6 separate regions of the Mus musculus genome follow, and regions 1, 3, 4, 5 and 6 are each linked to region 2. Evidence: chromatin contacts called from public Hi-C and HiChIP or PLAC-seq data. All regions are on one chromosome and are shown on one strand. Each heading gives the region's core, a stretch centred on a gene start, on an enhancer-like site or on the middle of the called end of the contact. The rest is flanking DNA. Distances are from core to core; before and after follow the strand shown. Region 1 overlaps Gm30373 (a long non-coding RNA gene). Region 2 holds the start of Nectin1 (nectin cell adhesion molecule 1). Region 3 has its middle 6.1 kb from the start of Gm23326. Region 4 has its middle 12 kb from the start of Gm29909. Region 5 has its middle 28 kb from the start of Gm36855. Region 6 has its middle 24 kb from the start of Gm36855.

What was found. HiChIP or PLAC-seq counts read pairs in DNA pulled down with a chosen protein or histone mark. Hi-C and Micro-C count contacts between places; a contact is called where the count stands out from the background.
Region 1: a contact with region 2 is called in a CTCF HiChIP or PLAC-seq map of the NIH/3T3 cell line, with 9 read pairs. The contact joins the enhancer-like site here to the promoter of Nectin1 in region 2. A contact is called at or near these places in 1 of 39 promoter capture datasets (hippocampal neurons), 1 of 15 datasets of contacts at CTCF or cohesin (the NIH/3T3 cell line), 2 of 484 Hi-C or Micro-C datasets (embryonic limb bud and liver) and 13 of 115 datasets of contacts at active chromatin or transcription factors (the NIH/3T3 cell line, cardiomyocytes, craniofacial prominence and 9 more).
Region 3: a contact with region 2 is called in an H3K4me3 HiChIP or PLAC-seq map of embryonic hindbrain, with 5 times the contacts expected there. The contact joins the enhancer-like site here to the promoter of Nectin1 in region 2. A contact is called at or near these places in 4 of 39 promoter capture datasets (the 3T3-L1 cell line, cranial neural crest, frontonasal cranial neural crest and 1 more), 6 of 484 Hi-C or Micro-C datasets (Sertoli cells, cortical neurons, embryonic fibroblasts and 3 more), 11 of 115 datasets of contacts at active chromatin or transcription factors (the SCID.adh cell line, VIP interneurons, differentiating embryonic stem cells and 7 more) and 1 of 9 other capture datasets (liver).
Region 4: a contact with region 2 is called in a Hi-C map of liver, with 4 times the contacts expected there. The contact joins the enhancer-like site here to the promoter of Nectin1 in region 2. A contact is called at or near these places in 2 of 39 promoter capture datasets (hippocampal neurons and liver), 1 of 484 Hi-C or Micro-C datasets (liver), 6 of 115 datasets of contacts at active chromatin or transcription factors (embryonic forebrain, embryonic stem cells, forebrain and 2 more) and 3 of 9 other capture datasets (embryonic stem cells, liver and pancreatic islet).
Region 5: a contact with region 2 is called in an H3K4me3 HiChIP or PLAC-seq map of neural progenitor cells, with 17 read pairs. The contact joins the enhancer-like site here to the promoter of Nectin1 in region 2. A contact is called at or near these places in 4 of 39 promoter capture datasets (the 3T3-L1 cell line, hippocampal neurons and liver), 1 of 484 Hi-C or Micro-C datasets (epidermal suprabasal cells), 14 of 115 datasets of contacts at active chromatin or transcription factors (VIP interneurons, cardiomyocytes, craniofacial prominence and 9 more) and 1 of 9 other capture datasets (embryonic stem cells).
Region 6: an H3K4me3 HiChIP or PLAC-seq map of forebrain shows a contact between it and region 2, with 3 times the contacts expected there. The contact joins the enhancer-like site here to the promoter of Nectin1 in region 2. A contact is called at or near these places in 3 of 39 promoter capture datasets (hippocampal neurons and liver), 12 of 484 Hi-C or Micro-C datasets (the BV-2 cell line, the N1E-115 cell line, Sertoli cells and 7 more), 14 of 115 datasets of contacts at active chromatin or transcription factors (differentiating embryonic stem cells, embryonic forebrain, embryonic hindbrain and 7 more) and 2 of 9 other capture datasets (adipose tissue and embryonic stem cells).

What each region holds. Positions count from the first base shown.
Region 1 is chr9:43,942,959-43,947,957 of GRCm38.p6, reverse strand. The region is part of intron 1 of Gm30373 (a long non-coding RNA gene); the gene reads left to right. Among named protein-coding and RNA genes, the nearest start is that of Gm30373, 29 kb to the left of the region's middle. Within about 2 kb of position 2,532, at least 63 of the 459 cell types and tissues checked have an H3K27ac peak or open chromatin away from gene starts, as enhancers often do. A contact at or near this core is called in the NIH/3T3 cell line, where this site is marked.
Region 2 is chr9:43,742,582-43,746,879 of GRCm38.p6, reverse strand. Nectin1 (nectin cell adhesion molecule 1) reads right to left here and starts at 2,926. Exons shown (of 6, transcript NM_021424.3): 1 at 2,158-2,926. The coding sequence starts at 2,236. It overlaps Gm46108 (a long non-coding RNA gene), which reads left to right. Exons shown (of 4, transcript XR_003948147.1): 3 at 1-1,564.
Region 3 is chr9:43,897,638-43,902,075 of GRCm38.p6, reverse strand. No RefSeq gene overlaps it. Among named protein-coding and RNA genes, the nearest start is that of Gm23326, 6.1 kb to the left of the region's middle. Within about 2 kb of position 2,640, at least 7 of the 459 cell types and tissues checked have an H3K27ac peak or open chromatin away from gene starts, as enhancers often do.
Region 4 is chr9:43,593,607-43,598,199 of GRCm38.p6, reverse strand. No RefSeq gene overlaps it. Among named protein-coding and RNA genes, the nearest start is that of Gm29909, 12 kb to the left of the region's middle. Within about 2 kb of position 2,514, at least 7 of the 459 cell types and tissues checked have an H3K27ac peak or open chromatin away from gene starts, as enhancers often do. A contact at or near this core is called in liver, where this site is marked.
Region 5 is chr9:43,491,053-43,495,416 of GRCm38.p6, reverse strand. No RefSeq gene overlaps it. Among named protein-coding and RNA genes, the nearest start is that of Gm36855, 28 kb to the left of the region's middle. Within about 2 kb of position 3,001, at least 16 of the 459 cell types and tissues checked have an H3K27ac peak or open chromatin away from gene starts, as enhancers often do. A contact at or near this core is called in neural progenitor cells and stem cell-derived neural progenitor cells, where this site is marked.
Region 6 is chr9:43,542,933-43,547,284 of GRCm38.p6, reverse strand. No RefSeq gene overlaps it. Among named protein-coding and RNA genes, the nearest start is that of Gm36855, 24 kb to the right of the region's middle. Within about 2 kb of position 2,029, at least 48 of the 459 cell types and tissues checked have an H3K27ac peak or open chromatin away from gene starts, as enhancers often do. A contact at or near this core is called in the N1E-115 cell line, Sertoli cells, cortical neurons and 2 more, where this site is marked.

The DNA of each region.
Region 1 (4,999 bases), core at 1,283-3,782, 200 kb before region 2:
GGAGGAAAGATGCACGAGCAGAGAGCCTCTGGGTCGGGCCTCCCTTCCCAGGAAGTGATGCATCATCTAGCTACCCAACAGCCATTAACTCTCTCATAGGGCTTCTTTCTGCTGGGTTGTTTATCATGCCCAAGGGCGTGAAATTGATTCCAGAAAGCTTGTCCGTTTCCTCCTGTTCTTCCTGCAGAGGGGATAGAGTGGGGTTTATGTGCACAAGGGCTGGCCAGGATGAGGGACATGCCTGGGGTATCTACATGTGGGTATATTTCTCCAGAGACCTCAAGAGCACCATCCCAGTGTCTGAGGACATACACTGTGCACGTCCCCGGGGCTGGGGCTGGGGCTGGGGCTGGGGCTGGGGGTGGGGGTAGGGGTAGGGGTAGGGGTGGGGGTGGGGGTGGGGGTAGGGGTGGGGTTGGGGGTGGGTGAGCAGCCAGAGCTGCCACCACTCTTACTTACTCCTCTCATTGCTATGATAGAGTGCTTGAAAGATGTGACTTAAAGGGAAGAGGATTTATTCTGGTTCGGGATTAGACAGGCTGTAGTTCATCATGGCGGGGGACTCATAGGAGAGGGAATGGGTTGCAGCTGCAGTCACAGCAGCTTGCTCACATCAAAAGGAATCAGGAGGTAGAAAGAGGGCCAGAGGCACACCAGCTATAACCCTCCAGGTCCGTCCCACATTCCCCAGTGACTCACTTCCTCCAGCCAGGCCCCATCAGGTTGCACAGATCCCCAAGCCCATCTGAAGACCCATATTCAGAGATGTGAGCCCAGAAGGGACATGCGTTTCCAGACCACGGTGGACCAGCTGCACTGAAGGAGGTGTTACAGGGTCTCTTGCCAGGCAGAGGTGGGGAACCAGTGAGTGGCCAGAGGGCACACCTGTGGCACTTTAGGGGATATTCTTAATGGGGGCTACAGTGCTTGGAGCTATGAATGAGAACCTGGGGGCTGATGGTGGGAAAGGTAGGCAAAGTGTCAATTATATCTACATATGCTGCTCTTGGAGTAGTCTCCCTCTCCCTCTCCCTCTCCCTCTCCCTCTCCCTCTCCCTCTCCCTCTCCCTCTCCCTCTCCCTCTCCCTCTCCCCCTCCCCCTCCCCCTCCCCCTCCCCCTCCCCCTCCCCCTCCCCCTCCCCCTCCCCCTCCCCCTCCTTGTCTCTCTGTCTCTCTGTGTCTGTCTGTCTTCCTCCCCCCTCTCTCCCTCTCTCTCTCTCTGTGTGTCTCTCTCTCTGTGTCTCTCTGTCTCTCCCTGTCTCTTTCTTTGTGTTCATGTGTGTGGATGGGGTCTCCTGTGGCCCAGGCTGGCCTCAAACTTAATAAGTAGTTAAAGATGATCTTGAACTCCTAATCCTCCTGTTTCCACCTGCAAGTGCCGGATTTTAAGGAAGACACCACCATGGGACACACCATCATGCCTGGTCCTCAGCCTGGGTCCTGCTAAGCTGGGGTTCTATAGGAGACGGGAGATGTAAGGATAGAGAAGATGTGGCCTAAGTCTTATGGATCTCAGAGTGCTGCGTATGTGTGCGTGTATGTGTGTGCGTGCGTGCACCTGTGTACCTGTGCACATGCGTGTGCATGCCTGTGTGCGTGCCTGTGCGTGTGTGTTGGGGGATGGGGTACCAGAGACTGAAATAGAAGTCCATGCTCTTGAGAAGACTGACAAAAGGAAGCCATGAGCAAAGTTCCCAGGCCCCAGAGTGAGGTAGCCATTAAAAGCAAGGGCTGCCCAGCCTGGGTCATCAGGATGAAGAGCTCCTTAGGGATTGAGCAGCCCTCCACGTCAGTCAGTGCTGTGGTCTGGACACATCCCCCACCAAGTCTGCATGGTGAAACTCTAATGCCCTCACAAATGGGCTTAATACCCTCATAAAGGAGGCTCACGGAGACCCTTTATCCCCGGTAGACGGCACAAGGACACAGCTGGAAGGTGCTGTGGCCCCCTCAGCCCCCTCACTGGTCATCACATCTGCCAAGCTCTTCATTTGGTTCTTCCCAATCTTCCAGCGCTGTGAGACATAAATGTCTGATGTCTATAAGCCTCCTAGCCTATGGTACTTTGTTACCGCAGCCTGAATGGACTCAGGGTTTAGAACTGTGGTGATAGGAGCCAATTCTAACTGCCAAGGCAGAAAATGACTTTATTTGACAAATTCTGGGTGCCTCATACACTTACAGGGAAAGCTGGAGAGGCTGAGATCCCAGTGTGGAGGTTAAGCTGGCAGGCACCGTGCCCACTCTGCACAGAGCCAGACCATGGGGAGCCTGCAAAGGCCACCACTGTCCCTCCAGGCGCCAGCGGAGCCTCTGTCCTGCTGTCAGCACCCCGCTGACTAACTTCCAGGCCAAGAGCTTAATCTTGACATAACATCTACCTCAACTGCCAGAAACTTCCATTACTTCCCCTGCCAAGAGTGATGGATTCTGGGCATTGTCCCCTTGTTCACATTCCTTCCTTCTGGAGCCAGGCATTGCCTGATGAGTCAATCTGAGCAGTGGGGTCTAAATCACTGTCTGAACTCCAGCTGAAATGGAGACTGGAGAGTCAAGCTTCCGCTTTCTATCTTGGGCAGGCGTGAGTCATGAGGTAGACTCTACTCCCAAACCTCAGAAAGATGTTTGCAGCTCAACCAGGAAGCGCGGTATGGTCCATTGCAAGGATGCTGAGTCCTCAGATAGACAAGTCCCTTACCCCTTGCTACCAGTGAACTTCAGCTCTGCCTGGGACAAAGTCGGCAGGCATTCCGTACTTTACAGTGATGGTGAGGTGGGTGATGGCCTCACTGCTGGGCTATGCAGTCTTTCTATTTTTGGATCTCCCTGGAAGCTTTCCAACCTCTGGACAGCTCTTTGTGTTATGTGTGGGTTGGTCTTGCCACATGGCCTGTGATCTGAACCATCAGTCTGATTCTCTGCTCTTTGGAGGTCAGGCGACAGCCTGGCTCTTAGAATTGGGCAGAAAGGAACTGTGCTGGCCTAAGAAGGGAAGGCTGAAACCAACATGGTCAATGATTAAAAGGTGCATTGATTTAAGCATTGCCTCAGCACCGGATCTCCTGTGATGTCAGCAAGGCCTGTCCATCAGGTACCTCACCCCATTTGCTCTTCTCTAGCTTTGTTCTGATGTCTCCTCGGGATGCAGGCTGTGTGCACACAGCTGGCTCCATCCCCAGGACCTGAACAACCCAATGGGACTGACTCAGATTCCTCTCCTCACCAGCATTTGGTGTGATGCAGAGTGTGAAGCCAGTGTGAAGTGAGCAGTCTTATGGGTGGGGGGTAGAGACAGACTTTTCTGCTCCTCTGAAAATTCAGATCTTAGAGTTGCTATCTTCCAGGTTTATTGTTAGGGATGGATCCAAGGTCCATCTTATCCCAGTTGTCTCCTGGGTCTAGTAATAGGTTGTCATATGCACGTGAGAGAGCCATAGAGGAAACACACACAAATATACACATACACACATATGCATATACACATACATACACAGATACACAGACACACAGACTCACACAGAGACACACACTCAGAAACAAATAGACACACACACACACACACACACACACACACACACACACAGAGGAGCCTTCCTTTGAAGTAAGTTCTATTCCTCGCAGACCCCAGCATCTGGCTGGATAAGGATTCTCAAAGAGTAGGTGTCCCATGGCTTTATTGTCTCAGAGCACAGACACATTCAGGGAAGTTTTAAGCTGGCTACCAACACTTGGAACTCAGCTGGAAAGAGAGCCAGAGTAGAACAGGAGGATGGCAGGGCATGTCACCCCAGGGCACTGTCTTCAAGGACACCCAGATGGGTGGGACAGGCTTCCTGTTCTCTTGTTCCACCAGGCCAAAGTCCTCCTGAGGCTGGGTGTCAGCGAACTCTTGCATGTCTGTGATTCCAAATGGCACATTGGTTGTTGAGGACATTGTTGTGTCTCCAAACACCATTCCCTGCTTCCACATTATTTAAAGAGGAGGGAGGGCCTTGTGTTCCAGAGGGCTCCAAACTTCTCCCTGTTTCCCTGGGAGGGGAGCTGGGAGGAACATAAATAAGACAATTTATTCAGAGAAACCATCTCCCCTATTTACATTTAAATTGAATAATTTAAAACACCTTTACCCATTTCCATAAATTATCCCCTTTGGACGGGCAGCCCAACTGTGAGGAGGGGTTGCCATCCTGGGAAAGGCCTAATTACATTCCCGCTACAAGGCGGGCATGGGAGGGGCAGTGTGCAGAGGCAGGGGCTAGAGATTTGAGGAGGGAGCCGCCTATGCAGGCACATGCTGCTCTTGGAGCTGGTAGGATGGAGGTGGCCAGGAGACGTGAAAATGAGGTCCCTTTAAGAGCTTATACACAGAAAGATTAGTCATTTTGGCTCATCTGGTAAAGGTCCTGTGGCCACGTCTGGCAACCTGAATTCAATCCATATGGTAGAAGGGGAGACCAGACTCTTACAAGCGGTCCACGGACCTCCACAACTGTCCTGCCTCCCATACAAAATAAATTTAAAAAAAATTGTAAAGAGTGAAAAAAACTCCAAAATTTTCTTTTCCTGGGAACAATGACACTGGAAATAAACTCTCACAAAGGATACCACCCAAAGTTTGGCCTTGTGTCATCCGTGGAGTCTTGACAACTCCCACAGACACATCCTCGGTGCCCTGTGAAGAAGGAAGATCTGAGTTTCTTTTCGGCTTTTCCTGAAACCAGTTACTTGCCAGGCTCTGGGCTGAATGCTGGGGACCCAGGTGTCACTCTGTCCTGAGCTTCAGGGTCTCCAGGGCTGTGCGCTTAGAGCAGAGGTGAGACAGACAGGGTGGGAGAGCAGCATGGGTGCACAGGTGCAGCATGGATGTATGGATGCCTGGGTACTTGGGTGCACAGGTTCAGCACAGATGCATGGCTGCGTAGATGTAGCACAGATGCAGCACGGATGCACGGATGCATGGATGTGGATGCACAGAGGCATGGGTGCATGGGAGCTGCAT
Region 2 (4,298 bases), core at 1,677-4,176:
CGGAAGCAGGTTCCATCTAAGAGCTTGGCGAACTTTGGCTGCCTCAGCTGTACCCGTCCACCGGTCATGGTCAGCGGCAGAGCACTTATTAAATATCTCTTGGCTGTGACTCCATTCTGGGCATCCTAGCCTCTCGGTTGGGTTTTTGGTGGGGAGTATCTGCTTTGAGCCAGGTGAGTGTCACCTCTGTCTCCACCTCTTGTGTGGGTGGAGTACAATGGGTCTCTAACCCGCCCCCCCTCCACCCCAACCCCCCCTTCCACCCCAACCCCCACCTCCCGCCAATGGAATTAACCTGCTCCAACCCAAAACTGGGGAACCAAGCACCAGATACAATGTGCTGAGCTTATCCCTCCGCAAACCCTCTGGCCCTTTGTCCATCCCCGGATTAGGTTAACCCCTAGTGTGCTAGGAATCCTTAGGGGCTCTTGGCAAGTGGCTTACTCTGGGTTCCAGGAAGAGTTAGGGAATTAAAAGGCGTTCTGAAGTTCAGCCTATGCTGACCATGTAAATTCAGAGGCTGAGTTTCTGTGTGCACCGCACTTAACACTATCAGCAAGAAAGTAGCCGACTGGCTGTCACTCTCACCCAGACCACAGTGGCGGCGGGTTCAGCATGCCCCCACGGGTTCAGCATGCCCCTGTGAAGTGGAAAGGGATGTGGAATGTCCCTTCCTGGGACACCCAAGAGGGGAGCACTCCACACTGGCCTAGGTACTGGCTTTCCCAAACTGCTTTCCTGACATCCACCACTGCTGGAGAGGTGCAGCGCCCCAGCACGGAGAAGGCCGGCAGCAGGAGGAGGAGGAGGCAGTAAGGGAAGCAGAGGAGGCCAGGCTCTTGCCATCCAGGAGAGAGTCCAAGCTACACCTGGACAGGCAGGCCTACCTCTCCTTACCAAACTGCCTGGCAAGCCTGCAGAATCACAGTGGCCGGGAATCCAATATTCTTAATAATCCAGAAGTCTCTGTCTGCATTCCAGCCCCCTATTTTGCCACCCCGAGTTGACGACCACGAAACAAGCCTTCCAAGACCCCATCTTATCTCAAGAGCTTGTCTCAGGTTTCTTTACGGGGGACGGGGGAGTTGGCTAGCGAGATACTCTCCCCACTTTGACCCGAATTAGTGTCCTGCTGGCAGCCTAGTTGCTTCCCCAGGGACCCAAGGGGTTAAACCCAGGCGAGGGGACTCGGTAGGATTTGCCTCCTAAACGCATTTTCCAGTTCATTCCCCAGCACAATATGCCTGGGCCGTCCTAGCCTCCGCCCGCCCCCACCCCATCCGTCAGAATAGGCCAATATGGGCCACCCCAGGGTCGGGCGCGGAGTTAACCCCTCTTCTGCCGGCAGCTCACACCTCGAGGAAAGACACGCGGGACACCCTCGGGGCCTCCCGGGAAAGTGGGTCATGCGGCCACCTGGCTGGCATGAAGCCCGTGGAGCTTCCTCCTGGGAGAGCCCTCCGCTTTAGAAGTGGAGTTCCGAGACGGAGCCCAGCCCCGCGCAAGGCCCGGAGTTTGCGATCCCTAGGCGGCCCGACCTCACCCTCCAGAAAAGGAACCGCAGGTGAGTAAGAAGCTGCCTGTGCCGCAGGAGCAGGTTCCGATCGCCCGCTGTGGGGCGATGTGGGGCAGGAGGGGGCCCCCATGAGCCCGAAACCATCTGACAAGAGGCCGCCAAAAGAAATGAAGTCGCCCCCAACCCCCGCCACTCTCCTAGCCCACAGCCCACCAGCTAGGAGACTGACGCCCTCCCCCTGGGGCTGTTGTCTCATACCCCAAGCCCGTGATTACGGTGATTATTTTGCATTTATGTAACACGCAGTGTTTCCAAACTGCTTCTCGAGCTGAGAACTGGTTATTAAATAAATAGAACCCTATTACATATTATTATTTTTGTGAAGAACTGAGCGGAGAAAGTGCTTTCTTGCTACATAGAGACGTGCATCCGATTGCTACCCTGCAGGGCAGGCTGTTGGGCTTCTCAACCCCTTTCTCCACGGTGCCACCTCCTGCCCCCCCTTATCCAAGCGTGACCCAACTTTTCTGGCTCCGTTCGCTCCCTACAACCCGTAGCCTTGCCCATCATCCAGCTCCAAGTCCCGGGGAGGTTCTGGTTGGGTGGGGGGCTATGGAGGGAGGCAGAGGCAATCGCCTTACCTGGGAGGAAGAAGGCGGTCAAGCCGAGAGCGAGTCCCCACCAGCGTCCAGCGGCGCCCGCAAGCCCCATCCGAGCCATCGGGGGGTGGGGGTCCGGCGAAAGGGGCTGCCAGGAGGGCGCTCCTCGCGCTCCAGAAACCAGTCTGGAAGACGAGGGCGGATCGCTGGCGGTTGGCGGGCGCTCGGAGGATCCAGGTCAGCCGCAGCCGTCGGTCGGGGCGGGGTGGGCTGGGTGGGATCCGCGCGGCCGCAATCCGGTCCCCGGCTGCCGCCGGCTCAGAGCCTCGGCAGATGCCCGCAGTAAGTTGCACGAGTCATGCCCCCTTCGCCTCCTCCGCTCTTCTCCTCGCCCCGGTCCCCGCCCTCTTCTTCCACGCAAAGCCCGGCTGGGGAGAGGGACCCACCCCCGGCGCGCCCGGCTACCGGGCTAGCGCGGCGCAGGCTCCCGGCCCTGGGCGCGCTCACACCCTCCCGCTCGGCTCCAACTTGCAGGCGTCCATGGCCGGCTGTTCTCCGAGGGTGGCCGGGCGGTGCGGAGGGCTCGGGGCCCAGGCGGTGGTGTGCGGCTAGGGCGGCCAGCTGCCCGCGGGGCTCGGGGCTGCACGGTCTCGGAGGACCGAGGGGAGCGAGCCGGGTGCGCCACGGGTCCCCACCGCGGCCGCTGCGCTCGGTGCGGGCGATCCGCAACAATGTGGAGCTGCCCCGGTGCCGAGGCGAGCCGCGCTCTCTCCTCTCCCTCTCTTTCTCTCACTCGCCGATCCAGCCTCTCACCCGCTCTCCCGTGATGTCAGCCCGGGGGGAGGGGTTAGCATTAACCCCCTCCTGGCTCCCACGCGCCCGGCCCAGCCCTGGCCCGGCCTCCGCCCGCGCGGCCGCACCTCCCAGTCCTAAGCAGCTGTGGCTGCGAGCGTGGCCGTGGGGTTCGGCTCAGGGCCCCAAGCTAGCAAGATGCCCCTTGGGTCGCCGTTCGGTCGTGGAAAGGGCCGGAGGGCGGGCTGCCCTCCTCGGTCGCTGACAAAGGGAGGCAGTGACCCCTAGCGGCCGGCAAGGGGGAGAAGCTGCTCGGTAGGGGTGGAGTTAAGATGAGGAGGGGGGCTGCCGTAGGGATCCGTGTGAACGCTGGATCTGGCATTGTCCGAGCTCCGAGGGCTTTTCTGACTCTCTGGTCCGACCCTGGGACCATTTCGCAGATGAGGAAACAAAGGCCCAGAGGAGGGCATGGAGAGTGGCAGAAAGAAGCAGAGCACAGGCTAGAACTGTTGCCAAAGCTTCTGCTCCCCAAGATCTGGACACCAGACGGAAACAGCTTTGCGGAGGACCAACCGCGAAAGCTGTGAAGAGTTGAGGCAAGACAAGACATTAGTGGGTGAGAGATCAGGGCACTCAGGTTTCTAGTGGGTCTTCTTTAATCCTTATTGCCTTCAGGGGGTCCTTGTCCCGAAATCGAAGCATTCTGCTTTCCCCAAAGAGCGACAAACCAAGTGGGCTCCCATTGCCTTCACCTCGTTTCTGAGTGGTTTGCGGGATTCCCGCGAAAGTGGCCCATCCAGTCGGTGTCCCAGAACGGCCAGGACTCTCCGCCCCATCCTGTTCGCCACCCACCACATCCGGGTGGCTTCTTGCCAAGGTGACTGAGCCCGAGGGGCCCTTAGCAGCCTGAAGCCTGGACCTTCTGTCCCCATCCTTGGACTAGGAGAGGCAGACAGACAGGGTTTCCCAGTCAAGAGAACAGAACTCCCTCGTTCGGGGCTGAGCAGACCACACCCACTTTGCCCTTTGCCCTTAGCCCAGCCCCAAGGGCACAGAGGCTTGGGGTAGCGCCAAATTCTGATAAAATGTAAATTTTCCTTTCGGAGAATGGGAGGGGCAGGACAATGGAAGAGAGGGACAGTTTCCCACTCTTGGGCCCACGGGCTCAGCCTGCTAAAGAAGTCACTCCACTCAAAAGGAATGCTCTCTGTATCCTTTTATGCTTCACCCGTGTAACTCAGGACAAACTGTCTACCACACTACCGCCTGACTTGGGAATGCATTGTGTGGTCTCATAGTTGGTCCTTGCCCCACAGGAGCGGGGTCTAGTGGGGATGGGGGGGGGGGGGAGACACAGAAACAGAAGTTCTATAGAATCACTCACCGCAGCA
Region 3 (4,438 bases), core at 1,391-3,890, 160 kb before region 2:
AAACAATAAAATAAGGTGAGGTGAAGGATTGGAAAGATATCTCAGTGGACAAGAATACTTTCTGCTCCCCCCCCCCCTTTTTTTGGTTCTTCAAGACAAGGTCTCTCTGTGTAGCTGTCTTAGAACTCACTATGTAGACCAGGCTGCTCCCGAACTTACAGAGATCTGCCTGCGGTTGTCTCCAGAGCACTGGGATTAAAGCTGCATTCCCCCACCATCCGAGCTCACTTTCTGCTCTTGTAGAGAGCCTGAGTTCCCTTCCCAGAATGCATACCAGATGTGCTATTGCCAGTGTACACGGGTGCCTGTAGTTCAAACTTCTGAGGACCAATGCCCTCTCCTTGCCTCCACAGACACCTGCACTCGTATGCACATCCTCACACACATACACATGTAATTTAAAGAGAAAGTGGGGTAGTAGTGCACACCATTAATCCCAGCACTTGGGAGGCAGAGTTAGGTGGATCTCTGAGTTAGAGGCCAGGCTTGTCTATGTAGCAAGTTTCAGAACAGTGGAGGCTACACAGAGAGACCTTGAATCAAAATAACAAAACACAAAAAATAAAATATTAAAAAAATAAGGTAGAGAGTGACTGAGAAAGACATCTGAAGGCAACCTACACACACATACTCACACATACATATACATACACTCATGTACACACACATACACATACATATACACACATACATAAACATACATATACACATGAACTCACACATACACACATACATACACATAAACACACATACACACACATACACATACATACACATGTACACACACTTATATACACACATACATACATATGCACTTACATACATATACACATACATACATGCACACACACACATACACACATATGTATATACACATGAATATACAAATACACACACACACACATGAGGATGTACATACCTATCAATGTCTGTGTGCCGGTAAAAACCCACCCACATACGCATAAACCCACAACATTAATAAAAACAAGTAATATTGTAAGTTGGAATGTGGTACATCCCAAGGGACACCCATCCCCCCAGAGCTTGTAGCAGGTGGTGGGGGCAGGAAGAAGTGGGGTGGGAGACTCGGGAGATGCCACCCAAGTGCAACAGACAAGCCTGTTTGGATCTTGAGCTAAACGAGCCAACTGTCAAAAGCCTCCGCTGACTCTACTGAGGGAATCTAAAGATGCTCTGCGAATTTCATAACCTTGGGAGCCCAGTGCTCATTTTGTTGGGTGGTAATGGTATTGTAATTAGGTTCAAGGAAGACAAGCCCTCATCTGTCAGAGATGCACCGTGAAGTATTTACAGGTGGAGTGAAAGGATGGCGGAGATTTGCTTTAAAATCTTCAGGAGAGAAGAATCGCGTGGGAGGGAACAGAAGCAACAAGACTGGCAAAATGTTGTTGGTGTTCTGAGGGTGGGTGATGGGCACACGGGCCTCCTGATACCAGCGCCTGGGTTTTCCTGCTAGAAAGCAGAAAAGGAATAAAAATAAGGGACTTTGAAAAGTTCCCTAGAGTGTTTTGGTTGTGGGTCATGGTGTCACCAAATATAGCTCTGGAACACTTAATAGGATGATAGGTCAGTAATTGATGAGGCCGTGTGTGGGCCCAGTTTGCTCCAGACAGACTGAACTGTGAACTCAGATGGAACTGGGCAACCCATGTTGGCCAACTGCTTCCTGTTGCCTCATATCTGTCAAATGGGACTGTTGCAGTTGCCTTCTGCAGGGTTGATACAGGCATTAAGTAAAACTGTCTGTAGGGGTTAGGAAGCTGGCCCAAGGGGGTAAGGACACTCACTCTGGAAGCAAGAGAACCTGGGTTCAAATCCCCAGTACTTGCACAGAAAGTATGGCTGTGAGCGGCTGAATCCTAGCATTGAAGGAAGATGGGGACCAGACACAGGAGGATCCTGAGAGCTTGCTGGTCAGTCAGCCTAGCTCTGCCCCAAAATAATAAGGTGGAAAGAGATGGAGGAAGATACCCAACATCCTGCCTGGCTTCCACATGCAGCCAAACACTCACATGCACATACCACATGCATTTTTCACACACACACACACACACACACACACACACACACACACACACACACACACCTCTAAAGACTTTCTCATTCTCGGTACCATTGGAGGCAAAGTGATGCAGATTGGGCTAAGCACTATCATGACTGGGTTCTAGAACCCTGGGGGGGGGGGAATCAGTGTTTGGCAACTAGATATTCGAGTTGTGATTATGTGTTACAGACCCCTCAGCTTGATTGCGTGCAAGCACATGCTCGTGATTTGGCTGTGCAGACGGGAATTTGGACTCCAAAAGAGGCTAGGCATGGGCTTTCCATGAATATCCAGGGAGGACTAAGTGAACCAGGAGATCGTCGGAGGAGAGGTGTAGTCACGTGGACCGTGGAAAAGCTCATGTACTTGGTGAGCCCAGGATGGAGCAGGAAGATACAACCAAAGGTGGGGACAGCACCAAATGAATGTAAACAAGGGCCTGAGGTAGCATGGTCAACAAGAGGGGAGGGGCTGAAGGCTGGTGGGAAGCAAACAAAACAATGTACAACAGGCCCGGAACTGAGAAGCCCAAGCCCTGAGTGGGGCTGGCTGGCTCACAGGGCTCTGCTGCTCCCCGCCTCCCCGTCTGTCTCTCGCTGGCACCAAGCTCTTGCTTTATGGATGAGCTGACTAGGACTCTGGAGACCCTTTCTCTCTAAAGAAGCCCCTGGAACTCAGCTTGCATGGGGCAGGGAAGTGGTCAGAGCATTTGCAAATGGGATTCCCAGTTCCCAGAGTCCAGGAGGCAGGCTTGAGAGGGCAGGGTGTCTCCCTTGGCTCTCTCGCAGAAAACCTCGAGGCACAAGGGACAAGAGGCTGCTAATTCAATTCTGTCTCCCTCACTGATTTAATCAAACCCTATACTGGATGGAGGGAAAGGGGGTTCCTCCTATACATGCTATATTGCACGGTCACATGGGGAGCTGTTAATTCTGCCTGTGTCACATTAACACCAGTAAAACACCCGACAGCTCCCACTTTCTCAAAGTCAGCACTGATTACCTCTGGAGCCCTGCACCGCGTCAGAGGAGCCTTCCATCCTGTGAGGTTGTCTGCAGCATGGGGGCTCAGAGCCAGTAAAGGCATATCCTTCCCACAGAAAGCTAGGGAGCCCTGTGCTGGGGAGGGGCTTCAGACAGCCTCCGGTCAACCAGGAAGGCAGGATCCAGAAGCTGAAGGGTCTGGGGCGCCCAGGTTCCAGGCCTGAAATGAGACAAGTTCCCATGTTGCCTCCTGCTCTTCAGGGCATCCCGTGAGCCTCTAGTTGAAGTGCATTCTGGGAGGCTCAGTACTTCCCTCAGTCTGGCCTGATACTACCTCCTACCACATTTGGTTTTTCCTTCTTAGAACCCTTCGTCCAACCAGGTGAAGGTGAGCACTCCAAAATCGAAGAGCCGTATTGGGGTGTCGGGGGGGGGGGCACCACCCCAACAACCACAGCTTTTCTTTGAACTTGCTTTCTTGTCTAAGGAGAAAACAAAAAGTAAAGTTGGTATCTTTGTTGTATGTTACTTATGGGTGACAGTACCTAGCCTTCCCTCTTCTCGGCGTCTTTGAGATAGTTCTGTATCTGAGCTCACCAGAACACTGGGACCAGTGAGCCTGGCCTGAGAACAGGGACCACACCTGCATGCCTTCTTCTTGGTCTCGCCATGCTCCTGGTGGAACTTGCTCTGTGGGAACGTCTTCATAAACAGCTACCAACAGTTGCCCAGGGCTGGCGCAATTAAAAACAAAAACCAAACCAAACCTTGCACCGGGGGCTAGAAACAAGTTCTATCCTGATCACAGGGTCTGCAATCCAAGCGCCCACAGGGCCACACCCGCTCTGAAGCCCAGGGAGGAGCTCCCCTCCCCCACACACCATACTCACACTGTTCTGGTCTTCACACATATTAGGGGTTGAGACCTTTTGGGGCCTCTCTAGGAGCTAACTGTAGCATCAAAGACAGTGTCGGTAAAACTAATGAAGCAAAAGCCACATGTCCCAAAATACTAAAAATAGAGCTGTCATCTGATCCAGCCCTCCACTTCAGGTTATATATCTGAAGGGAAGGAGAAATGAACCCAGCATGCTAAAGGGATCTCCGAGCAGTTATGTTTACTGTGATATTGCTCACAGTAGCTAAAACATGGAATCACCTGCGTGCCCATCAGCACCTGAACCAACAAGGGAAACATGGTTACATGCATGTAGATGAGTCTTGTCCGGCCAGTTCGAGGGTATCCTTAGATACACAGTGAGTCCAAAGCCAGCCCTGTGTCAAGAAATGAAGGAAAAGAAAAGGTTAAAAGGCTGAGTCATGTGGCTCAGTTGCTAGAATGTTTGTGTAGCATCCATGAAGCTCTGGGTTCCATTTCCAGTATTACATA
Region 4 (4,593 bases), core at 1,265-3,764, 150 kb after region 2:
GTTCATAGAGTGACATCCCTCACGAATCAGCATCTTTGGCCTTTGGAGAGAAGAAAGGAATGATGGGTTGGGGAAGGAATTTAGTCAAAGTGAGATAATAACAGGGAAAAATGAGGTTGAAACACTGATCAGTCAAGTATCACTGTTTTTACTCCATTATCAAGATGGGATGCAATAGCTGTCTTTCTTTATGCCTGCCCGCCCCCTCCGTAGACACTCAGGCTCAGCCGCACCCTAAGCTGTCCTCTCTGACAGCATCAGATCCAAACAGCTCCTCTCCATCCTCCTTCTAGGGACCCCAGATCTCAGGAGTGTTTGGGGATGGCAGGAGCCTGGCTGACCTGTATGTTCTTGCCCTTCCTGTGTGGACTACTCTCTCCAGGATACTGGGGCACACCCCTCTTTTCCCCCAAATGTGGTCAGTGAGATGCCCTTGTCCTACCAGCCAGTCCCTTCCCCTCAGTTTTCCTGTACAGAATCATCTTACCGCAGCTTCCTCCCTTCCTATGAGGGCTGTGGGAACAGGCATTTCTCTTTCATACTTAGTGTGCCCTGGAATGTCACATAAGGCCAGGTGTACTGTGGGCACTCGGAATATATTTGTTAAACAAAATGGGTGCTCTTTTTGTCTTGGATCATAAATTTTTATGAACGATGGGATGGTTTTGCAATCTTTATATGGGTCTAGACATGTTTATTATTTTTTAGAACTTTTTATGCCCTTTCCCCCCTCCTTTTCCTAACTCCCTCTTTCCTTGTCTCCCTCCCTCCCTTCTACTATACCTTCCTCCCTTCCCCTCTCTCTTACTCCCTTCTTTTTTCTTTCTTGAAATAAGATCTTGTAATTCAGCCCAGTCTAACCTCTCAGACTTTCGATTCTCCTGCCTCAGCTTCCTGAGTGCTGGGATCACAGATCCGTGCCACCACCACATGGTTTTATGTTTTTAAATTTCTCGTTCACCTTCCACCTTGTGTTCCTAACCTCTGTTAGTTATGCTAATCTAAATGGCAACAAAGACTGGGACATTTTCAAATATCCAGTACTAGGGATCAGAGAAAGCATAGAGTCACAAATCAGCTGAGATGATTCCCTTTCTAAAAACTAAACCTGGAGGTACAGGCAGAGATATTTATCTCTCACTACTTGGTAAATTGTTTTTTCCAGAAACACGAGTACAGACATTAACGGCTGACAGGTAAGCACCTAGCTTTGGAATCAATGATTTGAAGGAACAGCAGAGTTCCTTAACTGCTGATCTCGCCAAGGCTGCAACTTCATTTATAATGAAGATTACAATAAAGATTCATTACCATGGATATCTGAAGCCCCAGGAAGATGGAGACTATATAATAATTTGAAAAATGTGACCAGGTTTCTGTTGCTGTTAGCATTCTTGATTTACAGCTCAGGGGAATGAAGTTCTGGAACGTTCTCTGGGAAGTCATACAATGCACACATAGACACAGAGAAGAATAGAAAGGTGGATCTCAGTGGTTGGGAGTTGGGAGTTTCATTTTTTGCTTGTCTACTCTCTGTAATGTTTATTTAAACAATAAAATTACAAGATTTAAAAAAAAAACCAAAACTTTGAAAAAAGCTATAAAGGTATGAAAAATGTTCAATATGGGGTCCTTCTCTCCCCTTTAAAGACACTTATAATTTATTCTAACATGTTCTACTTGGCTTTCTTGCCAATGTTTTCTATAATTTTTGCTTTGAAAATTAGTGTAAAACTAATCAGATGAAAGAGTTTGATCAACAGCTGTGATTGTGCTTAGAAACAAATAAACAACAAACAAACAAACAAACAAAAAGCAGTTCGTTGTTCTCACTAACTAGTCATCTCTGAACAAGACCCAGCAGGAAGTTGGGGTGGGGGGCTGAGGACACGGACACACACACACACACACACACACACACACACACACACACACACACCAGACAGGGAGCTGAGGTAATGATGAACTCAGAGGGAGGGGGAGACAAGGCATGAGACTTGTGATGCTGAGGGCAGGGTCAATGGTGGCTAAAATACTTGCTCTCAAAGAGGGAGTGCCTGAGGGTCCTGAGTGGCTCTTCACTAGCAGGAGACAATGTGGTAGAGGAGCCCCAAGCAGCTTCCCTCTGGCTAGGCAGAGATGGGCAGGGAGGGCTGGGGGGGGGGGGGGGAAAGGTTGGGGTGGGCAGGGAGGGCTGGGGATAGAGGATTGGAGTGGGTAGGGAAGGCTGGGGATGGACTGGGGAGATTGGTATAGAGGGTTTGGATGTGTAGAAAGGGCTAGAGATGGGGAGGGAGGCCTGGACTCTGTCTTGTCCCAAAGCTACATCAGCATCTTAGGTAACACAGCTGCTATAAAAACAGATTGTCATAAATAGACAAACTAGATCTAAGGAAAAACACAGAAATCTCCCATTGACCCAAGATTTCTCCTAAGAACGAGGGCTGTCCATTCCAGCGTCAGGGAACACATATTAGCACACTGATGTGGCAACTGTGGAGTGTACTCAGGACTTAAAATTGCCCAATCTCCACCCCAGGGCACAGCCCGAGTCAGAAACCATGACAATGGCCTCAGAAGCCATTGCAAACTGTCAGTGACTAGTGGTCAGCCTGATCTATCTCTGTTCCCTGTGGGCCCCTGACTCCCTATCCCCTCATCACAGGGCTCACAGGGCGCAGCCAGCTGTGCTAATTCCCTGCTTAATATTTCTCTGCTTCTGCTGTGTGTGTGTGTGTGTGTGTGTGTGTGTGTGTGTGTGCATGTTTATGTGTCTATGTGTGTCTGCACATGTGTCTGTGTGTGTGCACATGTGCCTGTGTGTGTATGTGCATGTGTATGTATGTGTGTTTGTCTGTGTCTGTGTGAGTCTGTGCCTGTGTATGAGTGCATGTGTGTGTGCTTCTGTGTGTATGTGTGTGTCTGAGTCTATGTGTGTCACGGAGGCCTGTGCTTGCTGGGTCTGTCCCCTGCAGCCTGGAGAAGCTAGGCAGACTGTTGTTAGTGATGCTGAGCTACAGAGTAGCCCATGCATCATTCTGGATCCAGGTCCTTCAGTCGCTATCACCCACCTGTTGCTCTTGACTCAGCACCCTGTGTTGGGCACAAGAGAGTAGGATCTGGCAATGGGGCCTGTGTCAGCTGGGCCCAAAGGCCGCCTAGCTTCACCTTTGTGATGTGAGCCCCATGTGTGTGCTATTGCTGACCTTTTGAAGTCCAGTCCAATAGGGAAAGCAAAAAATTGACAAATACACAGATAACTAAAGCTGTGACCAGGAATGAAGTGTGACAGAGGGGAGGGAGAGGGGGAGAGGGAGGGAGGGGCAGAGGTTGTGTGTGAGCTGCAGAGCTGGGCATGGTGCGGGGGGTGGGGGAGGACTTCTGGAGTATTGAGGGAGAAGAGCAGTGAGCTCCTCTTTCATTTCTCTCTTGTGTGTATATGTGTACAAGCATACATGCATGAAAGGTGCACTTGCTTGTGCATGTGTGTGCATATGTGTGCCTATGTGTGCATTTGTGTGCATATAAACTCCAGGTCCCAACCTGTGCCAGTCATCAGTGTGGTCCAGAATCCAGACTCTAAGAACTAGACCCTCTTCTTCAAACCCTGGCAGACTTCCTGCAGTATGGCCTACATGCATCCTTTGACCCCAGTTCCATGCCTCAGGTTCCCTCTTCACAAGATATTAGTTATAGTGCTCACGTGACAGGGTTACCGAGATTCGGGGAAAGCATCGTCTATGTATAGGTGAAGAACAGGTTCAGTAAATGCTAATCAGGGCTGCCTCATGGATACCACGTGGTCCGTCAGAATGCGCCTCAGTCATGCTCAGATGAGAATCCTCTTTACAGAAAGCTGGCTTGAGGTGCCCACTCCTACCCCTTGCCAGGCTCCACCTTCGTCTTTGCCAGGAGTGAACCAGCCATTTACATACCCTAGGCAGCAGAGAGGACAACAGAAACTCTTAATGTTCCAATATGTGACATGGACTGGAGGTTTATTCCCTACCTTCCCATCCTGCCCTGAGTTGGTATAGGTGGCAGCCTGTGACAGATGGCAGTGGTTTGAGTGACGACTTCAATTTTAACTCTTTTCGATAATGCCGTTCTGGAAAGCCACATACTTTAAAACTGTCCCTGGATCATAGATCAGTCGGAAGAGGCCCAGTCCAGCTAGCTCAGTTAATAAGCTCTGGAAACATCATCTATCACAGGGACCCCTCCTTAGGGCTCCCAGTGTCGACTCCTGGCAGAGATGAATGGATGGGCCACAACTCTGGGCAGAGCCTTTCAGGCTGTTTGCACCACGCCTCCTTGCGCCTGAACTTGGACCTTGCCAAGCCGAACACTCCTAGGGTGGAGGAGGAGGCAGGTGGGTGGGCTGGAGCCATGAGGTAAGTGTCACTTTGAGGGAGGAGATTGGTGTCTCTCTTGGGCATGCCTAAATGACTACTCCTTTCCAACTTCTCGGGACCATTGAGGTAGACTCTGCTTCAGGAGCCCTGGAGGGATATGCTTGATCCAGCTGGCACTGATGCAAGCTGAGTCCCATGGAGAACACAGTGATGCCGGCTCCTGTGATTCCTGCTGGGT
Region 5 (4,364 bases), core at 1,752-4,251, 250 kb after region 2:
GCTACAAGCAATCTATCTGATCTTGTGCAGATTCATTCACAGACTAAAGTGTGGGACTTTAAATTACTCTCATCTTGACTCTTTAGCTTCCATCCCATAATACACTTTGATTACATGTTGATCAATGTTGATACACTCACCCTTCCTCCCAGACTTTAAGTCATCTTGGAAATGGACATACCACTTCATTACTGAGTTTGGATCCCGAGTCACATGGAGTCCGATCAGATAAGGCAGTCCCGAAATACAGGAGATTTCCCTAAAGGTCAAGGCTTGGACTGACTGATGGCTAGTGAGTTTCACCACAGAAACTGAATGCTCAATGCTGGTCTGCTGGGAGGCCTGAGGATTGTAGAGCCCCATTGGCATCAGAAAGAAGGAGCAATGGGCTAGATGAGCGGCAGGTATCGGCTCACAGAGCCTACTCCAGAATAGTCTGGAAACCACTGACCATGATCATTTGCATGTGTGTTTACAGCCTCTTTCTGAGCACCGAATGGTGCTGTTCTCTGGCCCCACATTTCTCCACCTTGTTCATAGGGATGGAGAGTCTGTCAAATCTACTGCTGAATCAATACCCATTAAGCCTATAACATTCTCTTTATCTACCAGCCTCAGAGCCCCATCAAGGAAAACGAGGTGAGGAAGAAGTGTCTCATTCTCCTCTGTGAATCCAAGGCAGAGTTCCTAATGACTACCGCTGTGTTTTCTAAAGCTGGGTGGGAGCTCAGCCCACGAGTTCTCTGTCTGTTTGATAGCGGTTCTGAGACCCTATCCATTTTCACAACCAGAAAAGTCCACCAGGAACCCAGACATGTGACTTGGGAGAGAAACTAAGACTTCCCTTAATATCCTTGATATCCGTCTTGTGTTCTTCAGAGAACAAAATGCATAATTGTGTCCGTGTTATTGTATTTTATATGGCTGTGGTCATAATCTATGCACGATTTTATAGTGCGTTTTGGTAGTGGCAGTGGTGGTGTTTTGTTTGTTTTTAAAACAGAATTTCTTTGCATAGTCCAGGCTAGCCTGAAGCTATGTCACCAGGCTAGCCTCAAACTCATGGCACTTGTTTCAGATTCCCAAGTGCTAAGATTACTGCCATATGCAGGTTGTGATTTGCATTTTCACAGGGCAATAACCTATGACTTTTTCACACTGATATTAATTTTTCATTAGCGTGGTTTTTAACAGCCACATGATAGTCCACATACAAGATACCTCATAGTTTCCTTAACGATTCTGCTACTGTTGGCCAGAGTGTTTCTACCATTTCCTACTCTTAATGCCTGCTTTATGAATTCATTATCTACTAAATATGGATCATGTGCCAGGCTCAGGGTTGAGAGCTGGAACTAAGAGAGAGAGAGAGAGAATGCAGAGATGACCAACTGAAGATCAGCTGGGGAAATCTCTGAGTCTAGGGTAATGTCCCCAGGTCTAGGACAATGGGTAATGGGTATGGGGGCAAGGAGATCTACATGCTGATGCTGTGCAGGGAGCTGAGATCGGGACTCCAGGACTCAGGAGCAGTGGGGCAGCCTCTAACAGCATCCAGAACTTCCTGCTGAGTTTCTCCCCCTGCTCCAGTAAGCCTGGCGACCCCATTTAACCCCTAACTCTCATTTTCTTTTTCTCAAATTTAGGAATTCTAATTGATCTGCTACCTGCCTCTCAGGGTTACCATGAAAATCAAAGTGAACTCGTCAATACTAGTTTTGTCAACGTGCAGTGTGAAGCACTGTGGCACAAGCAAATCCTTGTGGAATTGAATTAAATCTCTCTTCAGAAACCTGTCTGGGAGGGACCATGCAGCCTGGAGGTAGGGAGTGCTGCCCTCTCATGAGCACTTTCAATAGAAGGAGAGAGAGGGAGGGGGGAGAGGGAGAGAGGGGAGGGGAAGATAGGAGGAGAGGGAGAGAGGGGGAGGGGGAGGGAGAGGGAGGGGGAAGAAGAAGAAGAAGAAGAAGAAGAAGAAGAAGAAGAAGAAGAAGAAGAAGAAGAAGAAGAAGAGGAAGAAGAAGAAGAAGAAGAAGAAGAAGAAGAAGAAGAAGAAGAAGAAGAAGAAGAAGAAGAAGAAGAAGAAGAAGAAGAACAACAACAACAACAACAACAACAACAACAACAACAACAACAAACAAATGAGCTAAAAGGATCTTTGGGGAAGAAAGATAATGAGATGGGGGAGCTTTGTGTGAGGTTTCTGGGACCAGTTCTCTTTCTTGGAATGTCATATAGAATCCATGTACTTATAGAACCACAGTCCTTCAGAACTCTGTGCATCACTCTGCATAGCTTTGAATGAATATGGTCTCATCTGAGCCCTGTTCCCTCCATGAGAGGGAACCAATGCTGTTAGCATTCTCCCGCCCCGAGCGCGGGGGCTGAGGAGGGCAGACTTGGACTGTTAAAGCTGTTAAAGCTGAGTTGGTTTTTGAGAGTATGCCGTAAGGTTTTCCTCATATCCTTTCAGATATGAGCTCCTAGGCAGGCAGGAGTTCAAACATGTGCCTCTAACTGGGAAAGAAAGACACTGGTTATAATCTGGCACCCTCCCTCCCCCACCCCCCACTCCAGTTTCCAGCAAGCCCCCAGGCATGGGTCACAGGAAGGGTCCTGGGCGTGGGGTCTTGCCTGTGAAAGTCTACATAAATGTGTAGTGAGCCCAGAAACCTAGAAAGGTCAGGCCTCCTCCTTTCTCCTAAATAAACATAGCATCCCCAGAGGCCAGCAGATGAAAGGAAACCTTAGGATGCTCGCAAGGCTGTAACGGATTCCAAATTGTCTTGGCAAGATCAAACCCCAAGGCTAGGAAGGTAATTCCATCCCAAGGAAGGAATGCCTCGTGCTGCTCTGTACTGGTTTTCACTTCTAATTTGAGACAACAGGAGAAATAAGCAAACAAAAGTGTACATGCAAATATCAGAGTCTTAGAGAGAGAGGAAGCCGTGGGCTCTGACATTCTCTGCATTTTTGGCCCTGAGCCTTTGCAAGTCACAATTGCCTATTGAGGGAACTCGGGCTACAAACACAAGCAGAGCCACATTTCCTTATTCAAGGCAAACCCTTCCCTTAGGGGTCTAGATTCTGGACAGAAGTACAGGGTAGGACAATGGAGCAACCAACCTCACCCCTTCCAGCACTCTCTGATGGGTTTTCTTAAAGATAAAAGGACTTAGGGAGATGGCTCAGTTGGTAAACCAACTTGTAAAGTGCTTGCCATGCAAGTTTGAACCCCAGAACCCACACAAAAAGTCAGGCATAGTGGTACAGGCTTGTAGTTCCAGTGTGAGGGACTGAAGACAAATGGAACTCGAGAGCCCACTGGCTAGCCAGCCTAGGTTTTATTTTTGGTGGCCTTGTCTCAAAATAAGGAGAGCACCCAAGTTACAACACCCAAGCTTGTCCTCAGGCCTTCATTCACATATATGCACCTGTACATGTATGTGTACTCTGTGTATATGTAAAGACAGACAGACAGACAGACACACCAATGTGAGAATGCAGAGAATGTCAGAGCCCATGGCTTCCTCTCTCTCTAAGACTCTGATATTTGCATGTACACTTTTGTTTGCTTATTTCTCCTGTTGTCTCAAATTAAAAGTGAAAACACAAAGACAGAAAGAGAGAGGGGGAGAGAGAGAGAGAGAGAGATCTTAAGCTCCTGGGCTGTTCCGATTGCCCACAAGTGCCAGGAAGGACCCTAAATAGACCATCAGTGTCTAATCCTCTCTCTGCTCCCATCAAGCAGTGAAATATTAGGAAATTTGCTGCGCCTTTCTCTGCTTGAGAATACTATTGATGCTGTTGCTAAAGTGAACCAGTAGGGGGCACCTGTTAAAAAGTGGCATTGCTTAAGTAGAGGTGGATAGTAATCATTAACAAGGAGGCTCTTTGCCTACAGCCTGGCTTTGGCTTATGAAATGGCATGGATATCAAGGACTATACTCCACTTTCCTGGATTCTGTCAGGTGATGGCTACCCAGTGGAGGGAAATGTCGAGAACTGAAACTCTTAGGACCAATGGGATAAAAAAGGGCTTTTCAGCCCGGGCAGGCTGGTCACAGCTGGCAAACCAGTTGGCCAGGCGATGTCACTATCTCTGTTTGCTCCTGTGCTACCCCAGTGTCCCTCATAACGTATCACTGAAAGCAACTCTGAACTTTATCTTCCCTGTGTCATGGGCCGAGGGTGGGGAGGGAAGGTTGTTCTGTCACTCCCTGGAGGCAGTGTGCAGGAGACAGCAGGCTCCTGTTAGAAGGAGTCACATGGACGCTCCCAAAGGGAAGCTGACTCAAATACAGCGACGAAATGCGTGGGCCATCCAGCCCATCACACGGAGAAAATCCTTCCCAATGGCCACT
Region 6 (4,352 bases), core at 780-3,279, 200 kb after region 2:
CCACGTTATCAGGGTCATTATCAGGGGTCATTTCATTCATCCACCTGCCTCTGAGCACAGTTGCAGATAAAGAAGTCTGAAGAGCCAGTTTCAAGGGACAAGTGCTCTTTCTTCTAGAGTTCTCTGCACAAGAACAAGGACCATTTCCTACAGTCAAATGCTACAGTGCTGGCAGCCCCGGCCCCAGCCCCTGCTCTGGAAACCCTCCCTAGAGTGTCGTCCTGCAGATTAACCAGAAGAGCCCGGTCAGGTGGTCTGAACAGACAGGATGGTGATGCTTAGTGAGGGACCTCATGATGGCTCCTTCTCCTCACTTGGGCTGCTCACTGGCTCTGCTCCCAGGATGTCCCACAGGAAGACTCTAACCAGCTCTCAGCCACTTGTCAGTGTAGGGCCCCTGAGCCCTCAAAGCTCCTTGAAAGGGTCACTCAGGCTGCTTACTCCAAGACAAAGAGGCCACTTATGGGTCTTACAGACCAACCACTGGCTTGGGGGACAAATCCAGTATCTCTTGTCACCTGTCCCTGCAGTGGTCCAAGAGTCTCCACTTCACATACCTACTCCTAGCGGCAGTTTTGCAGGAGGCCAGGGGAACAGAACTGAGTTCACCAGGCAGGAAGAGAAGAAAGTGACCAAAAAAAAAAAAAAAATCATTAGGAAAGGCCCTTGGGGAATATTAGGCAAAGGCACCCAGGGCAGATGAAGAACAACCCTGCATTTAGAACCCAAGACTACTGAGCTGTGCTGTTGCCTTCTAGAGTCTGGGATAGTGTGGCTGGGGTAAGGAAGGGCCCGGAGGTAAAATGAAAGCTGAAGACGGAGGAGGGTGACATAGGGGAGAGGCAAGGTGCCAGACAATCTATTTCAGAGCAGGACTGATGCCCAGGAAGAAGAGACACCCAAATAAACTGAGACTCAAATTAGGGATGGATTGCATTAGGATCTGTTGGTGGCTTATTCTCTCCAGCTTTGTTTGGCTTGAGAATTTATTATCTTATCGTTGTTATTGAGACAAGGGTTCACTGTGTTGCCGAGGCTCCTCTCTGGTCCCTCCACAGACGTGCACTACCACAACCAATTACAATGTTTGTTTGTTTGTTTTTAAATTTTTACATTATATCAGCATGCACACATTCTTATAGTCATTCAAATCACGCAGCCCTTCCCTTTCCCAGTTTTAGGTCCTTCCTGGAAGGAAATAACACTAACTGATTTATCATGTAGATAGACGTGTGGGCAGAGAGAGATGATGGATAGACAGATACACGGAGAGGTAGAACATATTCGTGTGGCTAGCATTCAGTTCGCAATAGTCCTTGGTGTGCTTCCAATTCCATTATGGAGAGATCCACTCGTTCATTTAATTGTTATGTGGAGCTTCATCCTCAAAGGGCACCATGGCTTCTGCAAACTTACTGATGGCTATTTATCTTATTATGTTGGTTTTATTTATTGTGTTGCAAAAAGCATCTTTCCCCACAACTCTGGCAGACTTTACAATGAGTTTATGAGTAACTGGGGGAAGGGGGACGGTGGCACAGGAGTCTCTTGGGATCTTTGGGACCGTCCTAGATTAGAGAGATACTGGGCTAAGGTGAAAATAGATCACTGCATGGTTTCCAGAAGACCCCAGGGCTAGGAGCTTGTCCTTGCTGAGTTTGTCCTTATGGCCTCCCATGGCACTGCTAGTCACAGCTACCCATGAAGGTCTTGCAGGAAAAAAACCGCAAAGTGCATGCTGGCCAGATCCAGGCAGTTAAAACCAGACCTGGCACTGGCACACATGCCTGATAATAATCCTCTCTTTGGACCGATTTCCTGCAGACTCTATCCCTCCCGAAAATGATCACAAGCAGTATTCATGCAGCGGCCCCGGGGGAGGGACAGGTGCTATTTTGAGCTGTTTTCAGTAATTGGTAAATGCGGGGAATGCGTGGGAGGAAGGCACAGGGGCCTTTCTGGATGCAGCGCTGACGTCATGGGTGAGTTTTCAGAGATGCGGCTTCCTGTGTGGCTTGGGGAAACGAGGCTTCCCTGGTCACGTGACCCTGAGACACTTAGGCAGCAGGTGACTCCTTTGTTCTCCAGCCCTAGGACATCCCGGACTGTGTTCTCAGCCCGAAGTTACAGAAAAGACACAAGCAGCCTACCAAGGGCCCAGGAGAGCAGCCTTGAGGTGTCTATCACGGAGAGAAACTTTATGTAGTCCCCCTCCTTCTCCTGCCCTCATCTGCTTATTGGCTGAGCCGTTCCAACAGTGTCTGAGACTCCGGGGCATAATTCTGCCTCTCTCTTCAGCACCTAACACCGTTCCTTGTTTGCCTGGGTTTTGTCAACCTGACACAAATCTAAACACATCAGAAAGGGAAAAACTTAATTGAGAAATGCCTCTATCAGATGGACCTGTAGGCAAGTCTGTGGCACATGTTCCTGATTAATGATTAATGTGGGAGGGTTCAGCCCACTGTGGTTGGTGCCACTCCTGGGCAGGTGGTCCTGGGTATACAAGAAACCAAATGGAGCAAGCCACCAGGAGGAAGCCAGTAGGCAGCATTCCCTATGGCTTCTCCGTTAGTTCCTACCTCCAAGTTCCTGCCTTGAGTTCCCGCCCTGACTTCCTTCAAGGATGGACTGTGATGTGGATGTGTAAGGGTGGGGAGGACCCCTTCCTCTCCAAGTTGCTTTTGGTCATGGTGTTTATCACACCAATAGAAAGCTAATTAAGATAACCCTCTGACAGATAACATGTGCTCCCCCAGAACATAACAGTGATGGTTCAACAAGATGAAGCCCAGTGACTGTGGTAAATACTTCCAAGATGATGGCGTTATTATCAATTTTCACATCAGGTGGCAAGGCTCTCCTTTGCTATGTCTTCCACCAGCTTTTGAGGGTTTTTTGTTTGTTTGTTTTTTTCCAGAGACAAGACCTGTATTCTTTGCAGACTGATCAATGCAAGGCCTCACAATAGGCAGAAGGGTATGAGGCTGGAAGATTATATATAAAGGGTTCAATTTGTATCTCCTTCCCTCAAGTGCTGGAGGCTGTTCTCTGTCCTTGGTCTAGGCAGGCCACCAGAATATTCTGAGCAGTGGGAGGCCATGGAGGTGACGCTGTGTGACCTCCAAACCCAGGACTTAAGAGACTTTTGTGTTCTTCCTCTTGGTTTCTTACAGCTGTGTAAGGAAGTCCAGAGCTGTTCCCCACCTCACAGCTGAGAGAGGTCTTTGGACTTATGACAGTCACCTCAGTTACCCATTACTCCAGGCCTAGGGGCTTGGAGAGATGGCTCAGTGGCTAAGAGCACTGACTGCTCTTCCAGAGGACCTGAGTTCAATTCCCAGTAACCACATGGTGGCTCACAACCATCTGTAATGGGATCTGATGCCCTCTTCTGGTGTGTCTGAAGGCAGCTATTGTATACTCATATACATAAAATAAACAAATCTTTTTAAAAAATGAGAGAAACTGGGTCCCAGCTCACCCACTGATGACAGCTGTGAAGGTGACCTCTAAACCCTGCCTCAGTGGCAGAATCCACAGAAAATGGATGGTTGCTATTTCAGCCATCAAATCTTAGGGTATGAATTTTTTCTTCTTCTTTCCTTCATCATCAGATAAATGAGACCAGGAGATTGGGAACAAGTCATCTCAGAGTCCCTAAGAGACAAAAGAAGGAAATGTAAGCCCGACCAGAGTAGACTTTTCTCTGTAGAGTTTCAGACAGAAGGACTGTCTGGGTACAAAGAAAGGGCCATCACTAGTCTGGGGACAGGGCCTCCTGAAGAGAGATGGCTTGGGAAGGCTGAGAAGTTTCTCAGATGATGCTATCAGCCAAGGACCACAAGGAAGAAAACACTGGGTGGACAGGGCCCCATGCTGTGCTCAGATAATAAAGGGACAGAAGAGGAAAAGACATTGTCCCTCAAACCTAAGCCTGACATAGCATGGCTGAAGAGTACCACTGACTGCGCGCAGTCCACACTGAGCTGGGAATTACAGGGATAATGAAGAGAGCAAACTCGGAACTTGACGTGGAGCAAGAGAAGAGGTGATTGCATTCTCTAGGGTCAGCACTGGGAGGCTGAGGGAGGAAGGCCGGAGGGAAAGCCGACTCTCCTTTATTTGCTTCTCGTCAGTGAAAACACCCCAAGTCTGAAGGAAGGGGATGACAACAGGACTAAAAGCTGAAGGCTGTTTAAGACAAGGCCGGGTGGTACACATGGCTGTGTTCCGGCATTTTCAATTCCCAGCCAAATTGTCTTTCATCACCGAGCTTCACACAAGACATGGACACAGTGGGCACCCCATTACTCACTGCGATGACATGCTTCTCAGGGGTGTCCATCTGC